3 separate regions of the Pan troglodytes genome follow, and all the other regions are linked to region 2. Evidence: chromatin contacts called from public HiChIP or PLAC-seq data. All regions are on one chromosome and are shown on one strand. Each heading gives the region's core, a stretch centred on a gene start, on an enhancer-like site or on the middle of the called end of the contact. The rest is flanking DNA. Distances are from core to core; before and after follow the strand shown.

Region 1 (4,926 bases), core at 2,317-4,816, 190 kb before region 2:
TTAGTAGAGACAGGGTTTTGCCATGTTGGCCAGGCTGGTCTCTTACTGACCTCAGGTGATCTGCACGCCTCAGCCTCCCAAAGTGCTGGGATTACAGGCGTGAACCACCGCGCTCTGACTGGGGATGGAAGTTTTTAAAGATAATTTGGCCAGTAGGGGCTTTGGAAGTGAACAGTGCTGATTGGTGAGGATGGAGATGGAATCATAGCGGGGGTCGAAGTGAAGTTTTCTTGCTGTCTTCTGTTCCGGAGTGGGGATTGCAGAACTGGTTGAGCCAAATAATTGGTCTGGGTGGTGTCAGCTGATCCATCCAGTGCAGGGTCTGCAAAATATCTCAAGCACTGATCTTAGGTTTTACAATAGTGATGTGATCCCCAGGAACAATTTGGGAAGGTTCAGACTCTTGCAGCCAGAGGCTGCCTGACCCTAAACTGTCATTTCTAATCTTGTAGCTAATTTGTTAGTCCTACAAAGGCAGACAGGTCCCAAGGCACAAAGGTGGTCTTTTCGGGAAAGGGTTGTTACTAATTTTGTTTCAGAGTCAAACCATAAACTAAATTCCTTCCCAAGGTTGGTTCAGCCTATGCCCAGGAAGGAACCAGGACAGCTTAAAGTTTAGAAGCAAGATGGGGTCAGTTAGGTCTGATTTCTTTCATTGTCATAATTTCCTGTTATAATTTTTGCAAAGGTGGTTTCAATGAGACTCCTTGGCCAGCTTCAGTCAGGGAGCTGATTCACTCTGTGCAGCTGTGGCCCAGGAGTGGGGTTAGGGTCCTGTAACAGATTGTGACCGGGGTTGCCATGTAGCTGGGGAGGAGGCAGAGGTCTCTAACATGGGGGCACTATCTTGTCCTGGAGAGATATCCCAGTGAGTGTGCACTGTAGAGACCCCCGTCCAGACACTCCCCAACCTCCTGAAGGGACAGAGGAGCCTCGCAGATCAGCTGTTTTGAGGCCATCCTCCAAGCAGAAGAGCTGGCATGCTCTTGAGATGTCCCGCTGGGCATGGGGGCTGAGACCCAAACGCCTTCCTGCATGGCCCAAACCTGGCTCCAACCTAGGTCCGCCCCCATCCCCACACAGCTTCAGGAGCAAAGCCAGTGCCCACAAATCCCAAAAAGGTTTTGCTAGTTTGCACCTGGTGGGGAATGACCATATACGTTGAGCACCTATTCTGTGCCTCTCAATAACCTTCTGAGGGGGATGGTTCTCCCCTTTTAAAAATGACGCTGAGGAACAGGGAAGTTAAGGTCTGTCCAAGATCATGCAGTCTGTAGGGGCCAATGCTAGGAGGACAGCTGAGGTCTGCCTAACCCCAAAGGGCCACACACCCACATCACTGCATCCTGGTCTTCATGCAAAGTAGCCAGGGAGGGGTCTAGGAGCCAGGAAGAAACCTCTTCCACAGCCCTGCCTCACCCAGCTGACCCCTAGAGGAGGCGGCTGCAGTGTCCTGGGCCAGGAGCAGCATTTGTTCCACAATGCAGGAGGCCACTCCCTGCGTGGTCCTGGGAGCACTCATACCTCTCAAAGGCCCCTCATGCTGCCTGCATCCCCAAGTGCTAGCGCAGGCTGACCCCAGGTGGGAGCAGTTCCCTCCTAAGGCTAGTCCTGGGGGCCCAGATCCTGGCCAACCCCTGGAATAAAGGCTGGGGCAGAAGGGGAAGAGGAGGGAGGGGGATTCCACTGTCATGTGGCGGGAACCAGGCACTTCCAACCAGGACCACCTCCTTGCATCAAGGGACCTACCACATGGCATGATTAAAGTAAAACACCTGGCACGCAGGAGGCACTCAACAGGTTCTAGATGTTCCTATAGTCATTGCTGCTGATGCTTGTTAAAAAGCTCTTTACGCTGGGCGCGGTGGCTCATGCCTGTAATCCCAGCACTTTGGGAGGCCAAGGCGGGTGGATCACCTGAGGTCAGGAGTTCGAAACCCTGTCTCTACTAACAATACAAAAATTAGCCGGGAGTGGTGGCACATGCCTGTAATTCCAGCTACTTGGGAGGCAGAGGCAGGAGAATCACTTGAACCCCGGAGGCGGAGGTTGCAGTGAGCAGAGATCGTGCCACTGCACTCCAGCCTGGGCGACAAGAGTGAAACTCCGTCTCAAAAAAAAAAAAAAAAAAAAAGCTCTTCTCTATTTTCTTCTTCAAAAAATTTATATATATATTATTTATTTTTGAGACAGGGTCTTGCTCTGTCTCCCAGGCTAGAGTGAAGTGGCGCGATCTCAACTCACTGCAACCTCCGCCTCCTGGGTTTAAGCCATCCTCCTGTCTCGGCCTCCCAAGTAGCTGGGACCACAGGCACGCGCCACCACGCTCGGCTAATTTTTGTATTTTTAGTAGAGGCGGGGGTTTCCCTATGTTGCTCAGGCTGGTCTTGAACTCCTGGCCTCAAGCAATCTTCCCGCTTCGCGGGGGCAATAATGATCAGTATCGATCTAGCCAGGGCAGGTCCAAGCCGTTTCCTTTAAGGGTTCCCTTCTGAACATCCTTTTCTCATTTAGACTTGGGAGGCAGGACTCAGCACCTGTTTTTTTTTTTTTTTTTCCATAGGCGGAGGTGATGGGCCGGTGAGGCTGGAGAGAAAGAGCCTCGGCCAGAATTCCGAACTCCGAAGCTGACCCAGCTCCCGTCCCTCACACTTCCCGGCTGAGATTTATGGCACAAAACCAGGGATCGTGGATTCTGGCATTGCATTTTGGTGCTTTTTTGCCTGCTTCATAACCAGGCCCTAATACACAGGCGATTTTGAGGTTGGAAAATGCGTCCTTCCCTTTCCCTCAGTTTGTGGCTTAGACGGCCACGTCCAAGTTACTTTATCAGGAGAAATCCTTAAGAAACAGTTTCACTGTGAAGTGCTCAAGTTCAAGGCTTCCGGTGGCCCCTCAGGGCCCACGCCGCTGGGAGGGAAGCCTTCAGTCCCAGGCTGGAGACAGGCCGCGTGCTCTCAAAGGGCACGAATGAGGCGACCCCGGGGCTCTGGTTCCAGAGAGTCTCTCCAGCTGGTTCCCCACCTGTAAATCGGGAGAGTGCACTCAGCCCTTAAGCAGGAGGCTTTAACTCCTGAAATGCTTAGTGAGAGAAACTAAAACACTTGCAGGGAGGGAAAAATCCCGGCAGAATGGCCCATCCCCCGGGGCCATTTGCCTCTCGGTCCACCCAACCCGTGGAAAAGCCGGACCTCCAGGGCGGCTCCCGGCGGCGGCTAAACTATCGGGTCGCAAGAACGCGGAAATGCGAAGCAGCTGCTGGTGGAGCCCGCAGGCCAGGGTGGGACTGTCGCCCGGGGGCGGGGCTAGGAAGGGAGGGGCGAGGCGAGGTTGGCCACGGGATTGGGCTAGGTGAGGCCGACCGGGAGGGGGCGAATCTGGGGGCGGGGCGAGATGAGGCTGGTCCGAGGACTGAGCGAGCCCAGGCGGGCCGGGGGGAGGCGGGCCCGTGGGCGGGGCGAGATGAGACTGGCCAGGGGGCGGGGCGGGGGCGGGCCCGGGCGGGAGGGGCGGGGCGGGCCCGGGGGCGGGGTGCGTCCAGGGGAGGGGCGGAGCGAGGCGGGCCCGGGGCCTGGCGGCGCGGGGAGGGGCGGGCCCTGGCCGGGCGGTCCCAGGCGGATCCCGGGAAGGCGGATCCCGGGAAGGCGGAAGGCTTCGGCAGAGCTGCGCCGCCGAGGCTGAGCGGTCCCTTCTCGCTGCGGCCGCCCAGGTGCCCGCGCCCGTGGCGCTATGGAGGCGGCGCTTCTGGGGCTGTGTAACTGGAGCACGCTGGGTGTGTGCGCCGCGCTGAAGCTGCCGCAGATCTCCGCTGTGCTAGCGGCGCGCAGCGCGCGGGGCCTCAGCCTTCCGAGTTTACTTCTGGAGCTGGCAGGGTAAGGCCCGGGGCGGCCGGGGCTGCCTCCTGCCCCCTCGCAGCTGCTGCCCGCTGGGAGCCCAGGAGAGCCTCGGCTCGAAGTAGGGCGGGGATGATCCCCGCGCGCCGGCGTCGCAGCTGGGCGGCCGAGGGTGAACTAGGGAGCCTAGGGGCTCGGGGTGCTCTTCCCACGGCCACCCGCCACCCGCGTACATTGTTTCTCACCAAGCCCCGCGTGGCACGAATTGACTGCGCACGCCCATTTTACAGATGAGAAAACAGACCCAGGGGAGGCAGCCCTTGGTGCGCTAGTGACAAAACCTGCTGGCCCTGAGCAAGGCCATTTGCACCTCGAGGCTGTCATATTCATTGTCCCTAAACTCACCACGCACCGTCAACCTCGTTCTCGGGCCTCGGTTTCCTCACCTGTGAAATAAGGGGTTGAACTAAGAATGTATGAATCTCTTCTCTTCTCCCGGTGATTGGTGGGGAATCTTTCCTGGTTATTTAACGAGATTCCTTGGGAGAGGGTCTTAAGACAATTGCATTTCTTGTAGAAAGAAGTTTCCTTAGTCATCTGTAAGGAAGTTGGAGAGTCTCTGCAGTTGGGAAGGGGTGACGGAGAGGTCGTTAAGTCCTTGATTCTGAGGCAGCTTCTAAGGCTTTCCTATTCAAAGTATTCATCATGCCAGAGCGCCAAACTTTTGGGGTATCATTTTTGAGCCCCAACAATAGGAAAACACATACCTCAACCTAGTGGTCTCGCCCCTTCCCCCTGGCCAGGCCTTCCACTTTGCCCCCCGCCATCACCCAGTGGGGTCTGAAGCCTGGTTCTCCACACAAGCCTTCCTGGTGGGCGGGGTGGGGGGCGCGGCATACAGGATGGGAAGAAGCCAAGGGGTGCGGGGGAGAAAGAGGAGACCTCAGGTGTGGGAGGGTGAGGAGTCCCACTCAGGCTTTGGACCCCGCGCCGGCCCTATGGAGCCCGGCCCTGGGCACAGTCATCCAATGGGGGGCTTTGAGGGGAAATTTTTGGGAAAGGCTTGCAGTGGGAGGGACTGTGACCTCTTCCA
Region 2 (4,993 bases), core at 1,850-4,349:
CACTTTTAAAAATAGCCTCCATTTTAATAATCTGGAAAGGAATAAAACAAAATGCATGATCATATTACATGTATAAGCTACTTACATTCAAGCTCAGAATAACTCTAATAATTATGATTAATATCATTAAAGATCTAAGATATCAAAGTGAATTGCAAAACGTTTCCATCTAGGATTTAGTATGAACCTGATGAATACTTGAGATTTGCTGTACTATTTTTAACTAAACTTTCTGGCCTTAGGTCAAAGTTTTGCTAGCAAAATACCAAAGTGAAAATGCTGGGAGTGCAGCCCAGAGTCTCCGCTTTAGCCTAGGAAAAGCTATGCCATCCATGCAAGCAATCTTACTCCCGATTAAAGACTTTCAAAGACTGCTCCCATTAAAACATAGGAACACATTAACCCGAAAAACAGTAAAACATCAAACACATGTGACACAATATAGCACATCACTCATTACTTTCTGTACACTGTGCAGAAAGACACTATATAGCTAAAGTCAGTTCCTGCATTTTGACCAAACAGGACTGAGTCACTCTGCAAACGATGCCTGAAACCTCAAAGGATAACCAATCGCCTCTAACCAAAAGCCAGTCCGTCCGTCCCTGGAAAGGGAGGAGGCAGTTTTTCTCATCATACAGTAAGGTTTATCCCAGGAGGGAATAGAACTAAACATCTGCATTCCAGCACAGAATGTCTAACGGATCTAAGGATCTCCCACCCTAGTTCTAGTCTTCCAGAGTCAATTTAATATACAGAGTATCGTTTTCACTTTTCTTCCCCTCCCCAGGGTAAAAGTCCACACCCCCTTTTCCCATAAATGCATCTACACTGCACACTACTCAAATTGCGAAATACAATCATCTATCCTAACAAAAATAAGAAATAAGCCAGCATTCTACGGTGCATTTCTATTTTGTAAAACATGCTCCTTTCTTAACCAAGAGCCAATTAGCAGCCTTTACGGTGCTATTAATCTGGATTTCAAAGGTCGTTATAGGAAAGAGACGCAATGAAGAGGAGAGATTTATTCCACTCCACAATTCAGACTGATATTTTGGCTCTGGCGCAATAATCTCAGGGAATTAAATTTACAGCAATTAAAATGCACTAAATAGCAAGTATGGAATGCTCAAACGCAAGTGAAAACAGCAAAACTTTAGCTGTGTGTTCCAAGATTTCAGACTAAAAGGAGAGAGTGAAGGCAGCTCTTTGTCATGTACCCCAGTGAGTACTCGCAACAGGGACAGCATCAGGTTTCTTTCTCCCTCGCTCGCACCAAGTCCCCACGTAGCATGACACTTTCAAATCAGCTAACCTGGTGTATGAAGGATGGCCAGTCCTCCACCCACCTCCCCAGAGTGGGCAGGCGGAAGGAGAAGAGGGGTGTTTTCCTCCCAGTGCTGCAAGAAAGGAGCAGCCGGGGATGACACCGGCTCCAGCAGGAGGTAGAGGGAGGAATCAAAGGCGGGTCACTACTCTTGGAACTCGGTGACAGAATCTTTTGGTCTCCGGCCCCGGCTGCCGGAAGCAGGGCGGGGTGGGGCAAGACCTCCCCCTCCCCACGGGCGGACGGGCACGGAGGGCTGGGCGGAGAGGGGATCTGAGGTGTGAGCTGCAACGAGCAAGCTCCCAGGCCCCGGCCACCTACCAGCAAGCTCTCCACGTTGATGGGGGAGCGAGGGTCTCGGATCAGCGCCTCCAGCTTCCTCTGGCGGCTCGCGCCTGCCCCGTCCCCCGGCGCGGTCTCGGGGGCGCCGGGCATTTTCCCCGTCGGCGGGGGCCGGCTCATGCCGCCACCGCTGGACCCGCACTCAGGCTCCTCGCGCTCAGGTTCGGCAGCCTCGGGGCCTAGCACCGCCCCCGAACCACCAGCTTCGGCCGGGACTCCACCCGGGCCCACCGCCTGCCTCTAGCTCCGGCTTCGGGTCTCCAAGGCGGTCCCCCGCCTGGGGGCTGCTCCCAGGGGCCCGCCCGGCCCAGCCCGGCCCGGCCCTGCCGGGAGCGGCGGGGAACAGACGGCGTCCCCGCCCCTCAGTCAGATTCGCGCCGCCGGTCCGCTGGTCCTCAGCGAGTGCCCGCAGGAGTCCTCGGGCGGGAGCAGGGAAGTGGCGCCGCCACCGCCGCGGCCCGGACCGCCCCGCCCTCTGGGGCCCCGGGAGGCTGAAGCCCAGGCCTGGGCCACTACGGCCGCCGCCGGCCCGCTGCCATGGTCGCCGCCGGCCGCCTTGCAGTCCCCGAGCCAGCTCCCGGCGCACACACTCCCGCGCGGCCGCCCGTCTCCGGCCGCGCGCCGCCGCTACCCACAAGCCCCTCCGCCCGCAGCCGCCGGCGCGCGTCCCCGCCGGCCCTGCGCGCGCTCCGCTCCGCCCCGCCCCGCCCCGCGCACCGCGCTTCCTCCCTTTCTTTCCCTTCCTGCGTCTGTCCCGCTCCGCTTTCTCCTCTGCGCCCCTTCCTCGCCCGCCCTCGCCTCCTCCCCTTGGCGAGGTTCTCTGAGGCGAATGGCCGGGCGCGCGGTCACGGCCGAGCTCCTGCTGGGGGAGGGGAGACGCACCCGGGCCGGGTCCTTCCGCGCGCCCCCTGCCCCTCCCGCCGGACCCCGCGGACTACCCCGCGGCCACGAGGCGGAACCCCAGACTCCGGGCCCAGCGCACCGTGCGCTGGGGGGGAGCCCGGCCGCGCCCCCCGCCGCGGCCCCCGCTGACTCAGCGCGCAGCTATGCGGGCCTCGCCTCACCCGCGCCCAAATAATAGCGACCGAGCTCGGCGCCCGCGAGGGGCCGCAGGGCCGGGGGTTTCGAGGCGAGCCTGAGAGGGGGCCCTGGGTGTCTGGGATTCCGAATTAGCGGAGGCGGCTGGAATCCTAGTCCTGGGGCAGGAGGGCCTGGGATCCTGAAAGCGTTTCTGCCCGGCGTAGACACTAACCACGTCAAGAGAACGAGAGAGCACCGGAAAAAGGCTTTCCAGCCGCAGGCCTTCGCGGGGTCTTCTCCTTTTGGGGGGCGGAAGGGGGGTGGTTATCGGGGCCGTTCCGCCGCATTCCTGCCCTCTCGGCGGCCGGTGCCATCGCTTAGATCCGCCCAGGGCGCAATCCGAAAATTATGTGCCAAGAGCTATAAAACCGTTCATAGAGCCCCTTTGACCCAGTAAACCCATTTAAGGAAGTACATTTCCAAGGAAATGATCCAAAGGGCGAAGAAGGGGGAGAACTTGCAGAAAGATGTTAACAGCAGGGCTATTCACAATGTTCGTGATGACCAAAACCTGGGAATGGGCCCAGTTGTCCAACAACTGAGTAACCCAAACAGGCGCCTTCACATTAACAGCAAGAATCCTGGCAGGTATGCAGACAGTGTCAAACATGAAATTTTGGCAAGTACATGAGAAGGTATATTAGAAATAAATGAAACAAAAAAAATCGTTTGTACACACTAAAACTATGTAAAATGAGCAGCTATAAGAACCAGAGAATACAGTACTTCTTAAATAAATGGGATTTTTTTCTGTAAAGATGCTTAAGAACAAATTAAATTTCAAAAAATGGAAAAACCACTCCGAAAAGCAACAATCTGATATCCATTAAGTAATAAGAATGTTAAGAACTGTCTCCCTGGCATGTCAGAGATAAACCCGAAGATAGGGTGAAGCCCCAGCCCTGTAAAAGTTGCATTTTGATCCAAACCATTGGATTAGTTGGAGCCTCTTCTTTGGTTTTAGGTTAGTTAAAACCACCCCTAGCTGGACTCATGCAGGAAGAGGCCCCGATGATCCATCCAATGCAGCTTTTCCCTTTCAGATAGTAACACTGACTTCACATCCAGAGAGTCCTTTAAGTCTGTGTATTGAGCTACTCATTCAGACCTCCACAGAGGCCACCAGGAGAACAGAGGGAGCTAGACACTCCCACTTATGCATTGGAGCAAAATAATGAGATAATCTATGATTATGGATTATTTTTCTGATGACAAAATAATATGCAAGGCAAAAGGAGCACTCTGTCTAGCGGGGCGTGGTGGCCTGTGCCTGTAGTCCCAGCTCCCCCTGAGGCTGAGTTGGAGGCCTCCTCCATTGAGCCCAGGAGGCCAAGCCTGCAGTGAGCTGTGATCACACCGCTGCACTCCAGCCTGGGCAACAGAGTGAGATTGTCTCAAAAAAAAACAAAACAAAACACTGTGGTTCTCAGTTTCCAAATTAATTTTGACTGGTTGTATATTTGTATGTAGCTTGGTGGAATAACAGGAAGCCATGGTCCAAATACCGAACATGAAAACCTTATTTTAAGAGTAGTGATCAACAAGATATATATCCTGGGCATCTTCTACATATACTTATTTATATAGACCAGAAAAAGCCATAGTACAGAAGATTTTTACCCAAGACCTATCCCATTGTCTACCTGGAAGAAGAGAAAATGAATCTGTTGATATGAGTTAAACCTTTTTGCAGGATGGGGTAAGGAGGAGGTTAGTACAACAATTCTTGTTTTCAAAAGTAATGCACAAATGCATTCTTGTAAAAGTTCAAACGAACCAGAAATATATGGAACGTAATCTAAAATTTACTGTTCTGACTATATTTCCACATACATTCTTATATCACTCAAGGCCTTTGGCCATTCTCATACATATGTATTATAGATACATGTTACCTTTTCCCCACAGACATGAAATTATACCATATCATGGTGTTTGGCAACTTGGTTTTTTCCCTCCATTACTAATATGTCCTAGAGGCGTGTCCATGTCTATAGGCAGAGATCTGCTTCATTCCGCTTACCTGCTGTCCTCTACTCCTCAGTTTGGATGTGCCACACTGTAATTATTCTCTATTCGAGAGCATAGTGGTTAAGAAACAATTGCCAAAATCCTGCCCCAAACACACACTTGCCATGTGACCCTGAGCAAGTTACCTAACTCCTCTGTGTCTCGGGGTCCTCACAATATTTGTTATAAAGTGCTTAGAAATGTGCTGGCCCTCAATCAATGCTAGATATT
Region 3 (4,994 bases), core at 2,118-4,617, 210 kb before region 2:
GAAGATATTCATCACAGCTTGTGCTAAACCTGAACAAAACCTAAATGCCCAAGAAGAGAAAAAATTGGTTAAACACATTATCATGCATCAACTCGAAGAAACTGGCTACAATGAGATGTGTAAAGATTATAAAGCACCTGTGGTCCCAGCTACTCAGGAGGCTGAGATGGATCTCCTGAGCCCAGGGAGGTGGAGGCTGCAATGAGCTATGATCATGCCACTGTACTCCAGCCTGGGCGACAAAGTAAGACCCTGTGTCAAAAAATATATATATATATAAAGAGAAACATGAAAAGATATTGCTGATACATTAAAAAAAAATTTTGGCCAGGCATGGTGGCTCACGCCTGTAATCCTAGCACTTTGGGAGGCCAAGGCAGGCCGATCACTTGAGTCAGGAGTTCAGGACAAGCCTGGCCAACATGGCGAAACCCAGTCTCTATTAAAAATACAAATATTAGTCGAGCACGGTGGCCCACCTCTATAATCCCAGCTACTCAGGAGGCTGAGACAGGAGAATCGCTTGAACCCGGGAGGCGGAGGTTGTAATGAACAGAGATCGCCCCGCTGCACTCCAGCCTGGGTGATAGAACGATACTCTGCCTCTAAATAAATAAACAAACAAACAAACAATTTTAAGCTGGGTACAAAATGGTAGGCACATTGACAGCAACTGTACAACCAACAGTAAGACCCAAAGCAGCTACTTAGAAGTGAAAACGGTTGGGGCTACAAGAGGAAGGCCGGAGCGGATTTTTCCATAGATAAATTGGGCCTTCCTTTAATGTTGCTGTTCTGACGAACCCGGAGCTTTCTGGGGACGTGGTGGCAGCAGCTGACAAGGCAAGAACTGTGGCCCTGGGTGCTTCCTCTGCGGTCACCGCCTGGTAGGATGCCTTCAAGGTGTGCGCGTGCGGGAAGGAGAGAGAGGGTGGTAAAGCCAACGTTTTCATCCAAAAAGCAGAGGCTTACGGGACAAAGGGGACGGAAAATATCCCCTGCAAATTAAAAAATGCAGACACACATTTCCCCTGCCTTCGCCTCCCACGGACCCGCCCCTTCAGCTCCCTCCCTCGGGCTCCCAAGCTCCGGGGCTCCTGAGCCCTGCGCCGGCGGAACGGGGCGGAGCTCGGGACCCTCCCTCGCCCGCCGACCCGGGAAGGGGCGGGGCCTACAGGAAGTGGGCGGGGCTGGCTCGCAGGGCGGAGCCTTGCCTCGCTCTGTGCATCGCAGGTGTGCTTGCTCCCGGGCTGGTGGGGCCACCCTGTGGCTGCCTGGGCTGGAACGTTCTGCCTCGCCCAGCTGAAGGCCCTAAACTTGCTACGCCTTTTGGGGTGAGGAAAACCCAATAAAAGACAACTCCAGCAACCTCCCAAACGCAGGGATTCTTGTGCTCCCCTGGAAAGTCTCAGATAAAGTTAGACCACAAAATGTGGGGTGTGCCCTGAGCCCTCGCTCAAGGGCACAGAGCAAGTCACTGGCAGAGCAGGGACTGGAACCCGGTGTCCTGATCCCCAGGTGAGGCCAGCCTCAGAGCTGGCGGGAGGGGCAGGGCGGGGTTGGTCCTCCCAGGCTGGGGCGCAGTGAGGCTCACCCAGAGTGAATTTGGATGTTTTTCCAGGCAGAAGGACATGTAAAAAGAGACTGGCAGTGACTGACCTGGACTGGCAGGTGAGTTTTTTTTTCCCCCTCAACATTTTATTTTGAAATTTTTCGGACATACAGAAAAGTTGAAAGAATGGTAGGGCAGACACCCAACATATGTCCACCCATACGCCCACCACCTAGATTCTGCAGTTACGTTGTATTGTATTTGCTTTGTCACACATCAGTCCAGCCCTCTATCAACTCTCGGTCTGAAATGGTTTTTAAATTAAATTTTAATTTTTAAAAACCAACCTCCAGCCGGGCGCGGTGGCTCACACCTGTGATCCCAGCGCTTTAGGAAGCCAAGGCAGGTGGATCAACTGAGGTCAGGAGTTCGAGATCAGCCTGGCCAACATGGTGAGACCCTGTCTCTACTAAAAATACAAAAGAAATTAGCTGGGTGTGGCGGTGCACACCTGTATTTCCAGCTACTCGGGAAGCTGAGGCAGGAGAATCGCTTGAACCTGGGAGGCAGAGGTTGCAGTGAGCCAAGATCATACCACTGCACTCCAGCCCCAGCAACAGAGTGAGACTCCGTCTCAAAAAAAAAAAAATCCGTTGAACTATTCAGCCTCTACATACATCAGGAACTCAATCAGTTGTGATGGTTTGTCACAGATGCCCTTGCTGGCCTTTTTTGCCCTGGTCCCTGTGTCTGGAGCCTGTGGCCAGGGCTGGAGGTATCTGAGCAAACTGCATGGCTGTTCCCAGCTGCTCAGCGCCACAGCCTGCGGTCAGCCTGACAAAGCCTCCCAGGACACACAGCAAGGACCCTCCAGGACACACCGTCCTCTCTAAAGACACTCACGGGATGCCTTCTGGGGGTTCAGGGAAGCCAGAACCACTGTTCCTTGGGCATGGCAGGAACCTGTCGTCCCAGTGCAGGGAGCACAGACACCTCCACGAAAACAGCACTCAGAAAAGCCTGACCCAGGGTCCTAGCTCACAGCGGCCCACCCCGCCGCACTCCTGCTGTGCTCATCTTTACCAGGAAAATTTAAGTCACTAGATGCCACCCTGTGTCATCCCAGCTCCGAGGGGAGGAACAGAGGAGAGACAGAGTCCCAGGCCTGCAGCTCTGATTTTAGACTAATGTTTTTCCAAAAGGCCCCATCCCTCAGCTCCGTCCTCATGCAAGTGTGGGAAGACGAAGCTGGCAGCTCTTTCTGACCTGGCTCTCAGCCCTGTCTTCTCCATGCCAGCCCTCCGCCCGAGCCCAGTAGGGGCTTCGTTGCCACTGCTCACCCACACCACGCCATGGCAATGGCGACCTCACCTGTTTTTTGCCCCTGTCCTGATGGTTCTGTTCCCTGCAGCTCCCTTGGGGCTCACAGCCCATCGGTATCTCCCCACTGGGTGCAGGATACCGTGGAAAATACTCCGGGGCCTGCCCCCATGTGCCCTGCCACCCCCGTCCTTGTCTCCTCCCCCACATCTCCCAAAATACCAGGCTCTCTCTTGCATCCAAGCTTTTGTGGTCACCCCAGTTTTTCTACCTGGCAAGTCCTTTCACCTGTGAAGTCCCAACTCCTTGCTGCCTCCCTCATAGAAGTAGAATCCAGCAGGGGCACACAGGACTGGCCACAGTGCGAACTCAGTGGTTCACTGGCTGCCCTGCTGCCTTGCACCCCAGGCACTCTGCGCAGGCCTCTATTCATCAGGGCTTTGTATGCACTTAGCTCTTCCCGTACAAAGATAGGAAGCAGCGGGCCAGCTGAATGGACCCACAGAGAAGCTGCGTGGAAGGAACTGTGAATCTGCCAGCACCTACCGGAACAGCACGAAACCCAGAGAACCGGAAGCAGAGAGTGCAGGAGGCAGAAGTGATGAGAGCAGCGGGCGTCCATGGAGCTCAGCTGAGCCAGACCAGGAGAGGCTGCCACGGAGGGAGCCTGGTTGCACCCAGTTAGAGCAGAAACAGGGCTGAGGGCTCGGACCATAAGCCCTCAGATTCTCACTGTTCCTTTCAGCTGGTGACTGACTGTGTGACCGTGGGCGGTCACCTAATCTTGCCGGTAAGGGCCTCAGTTTCCTCATCTGTAGAATGGCGTTGGAAAGGCATGGCTGGGAGGTCTCAGATAAAGCAGAGTGCTGTGTGAACGCTCTGGGTTTGCAGACAGAGTGGATGTTCCTAGTGCATTGCACTCATTTTCCCTCGCCCAACATAAGCTCATGACCTCCGCCATCGTTCCCAAACAAGCAGGAAGCTTCACACTGATGCCTGATCCACAATTCCCAAAGCGCCTTCAGGGCCACCATCTCTTGCGAGCCTCGCAGCATCCACGAGGGGGCAGCACAGGACTAACATCGCCCCACGGCCTGACGGGCTGCCGGAAGCAAGTGCAATAATGGTGGGGGTGGCCCCCAGGAGCCCCAGCTTTGCTCCCTCCCACTCCCCCACCCTGTGCGGAGGACTCCGGCCTTGGGGTAGGGGGCTGCTGAACTGGGCGTGGCATCTAGTCAGGAACTCTCTGCCCCCCAGCCCTAGGGCTCAGATCACACACACACACACACACACACACACACACACACACACACACACGGGGCCCGCCCCTTTCCTAGGAGCTGTCCGTTTCCAGGACAACAGTCAACACAGGCGGGAGTTCAAAACGAAACTGGGCTCAAATGCTCTCCCCAGCCCGGAGAGCCCTGTCCCCATCCGCCACTCTGAGCTCGAGGCCTAAAGGGACAGTGAGGAGGACCCTGCCCAGGCTCTCCCGGGGTTAGGAGGGACAGAGTGTTCCAGGAGGAGGTTTGAGCTGAGCTCAGGCACAGGTCTCTCTCTCTTGCTCTCTGACACAAGCACACACACACTTGCACCCATGGGGAGCCACCCCACCCCTGGGCTCCAGAGAACCACATCAGCTGGGTACCGATTGCCCCCCACCAGGCCGCCAGCCTCGGTCTCCCCAGCTGCCCGGGGTGGCCCTATGGCCAGCAGGGGTCTTGCTGGTGGCTGCCAGGCCCCCCAGGCTCTGAAGGCGCAGCGGGTGGCTCAGGGAGCTGCCTGCGATGGCGTGCAGCAGGACCAGCTGTGGCGGGAGCTCCTGGAGGCCGAGCGGCGGGGCCAGCAGCGCTGGTGAGTCCCTGCCCTCCCTTTTCCACCCTGACTCCGCAGCCTGACTACAAGTTGGGGAAGGTTTTGGAGAAAGGGAGATGGGAGAGCAAATGATCCGGCTGAGGGACAGAGGGCATGGCATGCCCGGGGGAAGGTGGGTCACCAGCCCAGCCCAGAGCCAGACCCGAGCCTGAGCCTAAGAAGCGAGGAAGATGGAAGCCAGGACCAGATGCCGCTGGGTCAGAGCAGCCCCACCTCGTTCATTCCGACTGCAACGCGGCCGGTAATC

Evidence for each region. HiChIP or PLAC-seq counts read pairs in DNA pulled down with a chosen protein or histone mark.
Region 1: an H3K4me3 HiChIP or PLAC-seq map of stem cell-derived excitatory neurons shows a contact between it and region 2, with 2.5 times the contacts expected there. The contact joins the promoter of SLC66A3 here to the promoter of ROCK2 in region 2. A contact is called at or near these places in 1 of 7 Hi-C or Micro-C datasets (stem cell-derived neural progenitor cells) and 1 of 1 datasets of contacts at active chromatin or transcription factors (stem cell-derived excitatory neurons).
Region 3: a contact with region 2 is called in an H3K4me3 HiChIP or PLAC-seq map of stem cell-derived excitatory neurons, with 4 times the contacts expected there. The contact joins the promoter of C2AH2orf50 here to the promoter of ROCK2 in region 2. A contact is called at or near these places in 1 of 7 Hi-C or Micro-C datasets (stem cell-derived neural progenitor cells) and 1 of 1 datasets of contacts at active chromatin or transcription factors (stem cell-derived excitatory neurons).

Annotation. Positions count from the first base shown.
Region 1 is chr12:111,719,903-111,724,828 of NHGRI_mPanTro3-v2.0_pri, reverse strand. SLC66A3 (solute carrier family 66 member 3) reads left to right here and starts at 3,566. Exons shown (of 6, transcript XM_009442004.4): 1 at 3,566-3,872. The coding sequence starts at 3,730.
Region 2 is chr12:111,529,438-111,534,430 of NHGRI_mPanTro3-v2.0_pri, reverse strand. ROCK2 (Rho associated coiled-coil containing protein kinase 2) reads right to left here and starts at 3,099. Exons shown (of 33, transcript XM_063789312.1): 1 at 2,925-3,099.
Region 3 is chr12:111,742,168-111,747,161 of NHGRI_mPanTro3-v2.0_pri, reverse strand. It overlaps C2AH2orf50 (chromosome 2A C2orf50 homolog), which reads left to right and starts at 3,367. Exons shown (of 4, transcript XM_016947175.4): 1 at 3,367-4,726. The coding sequence starts at 4,470. It also overlaps the pseudogene LOC129143205.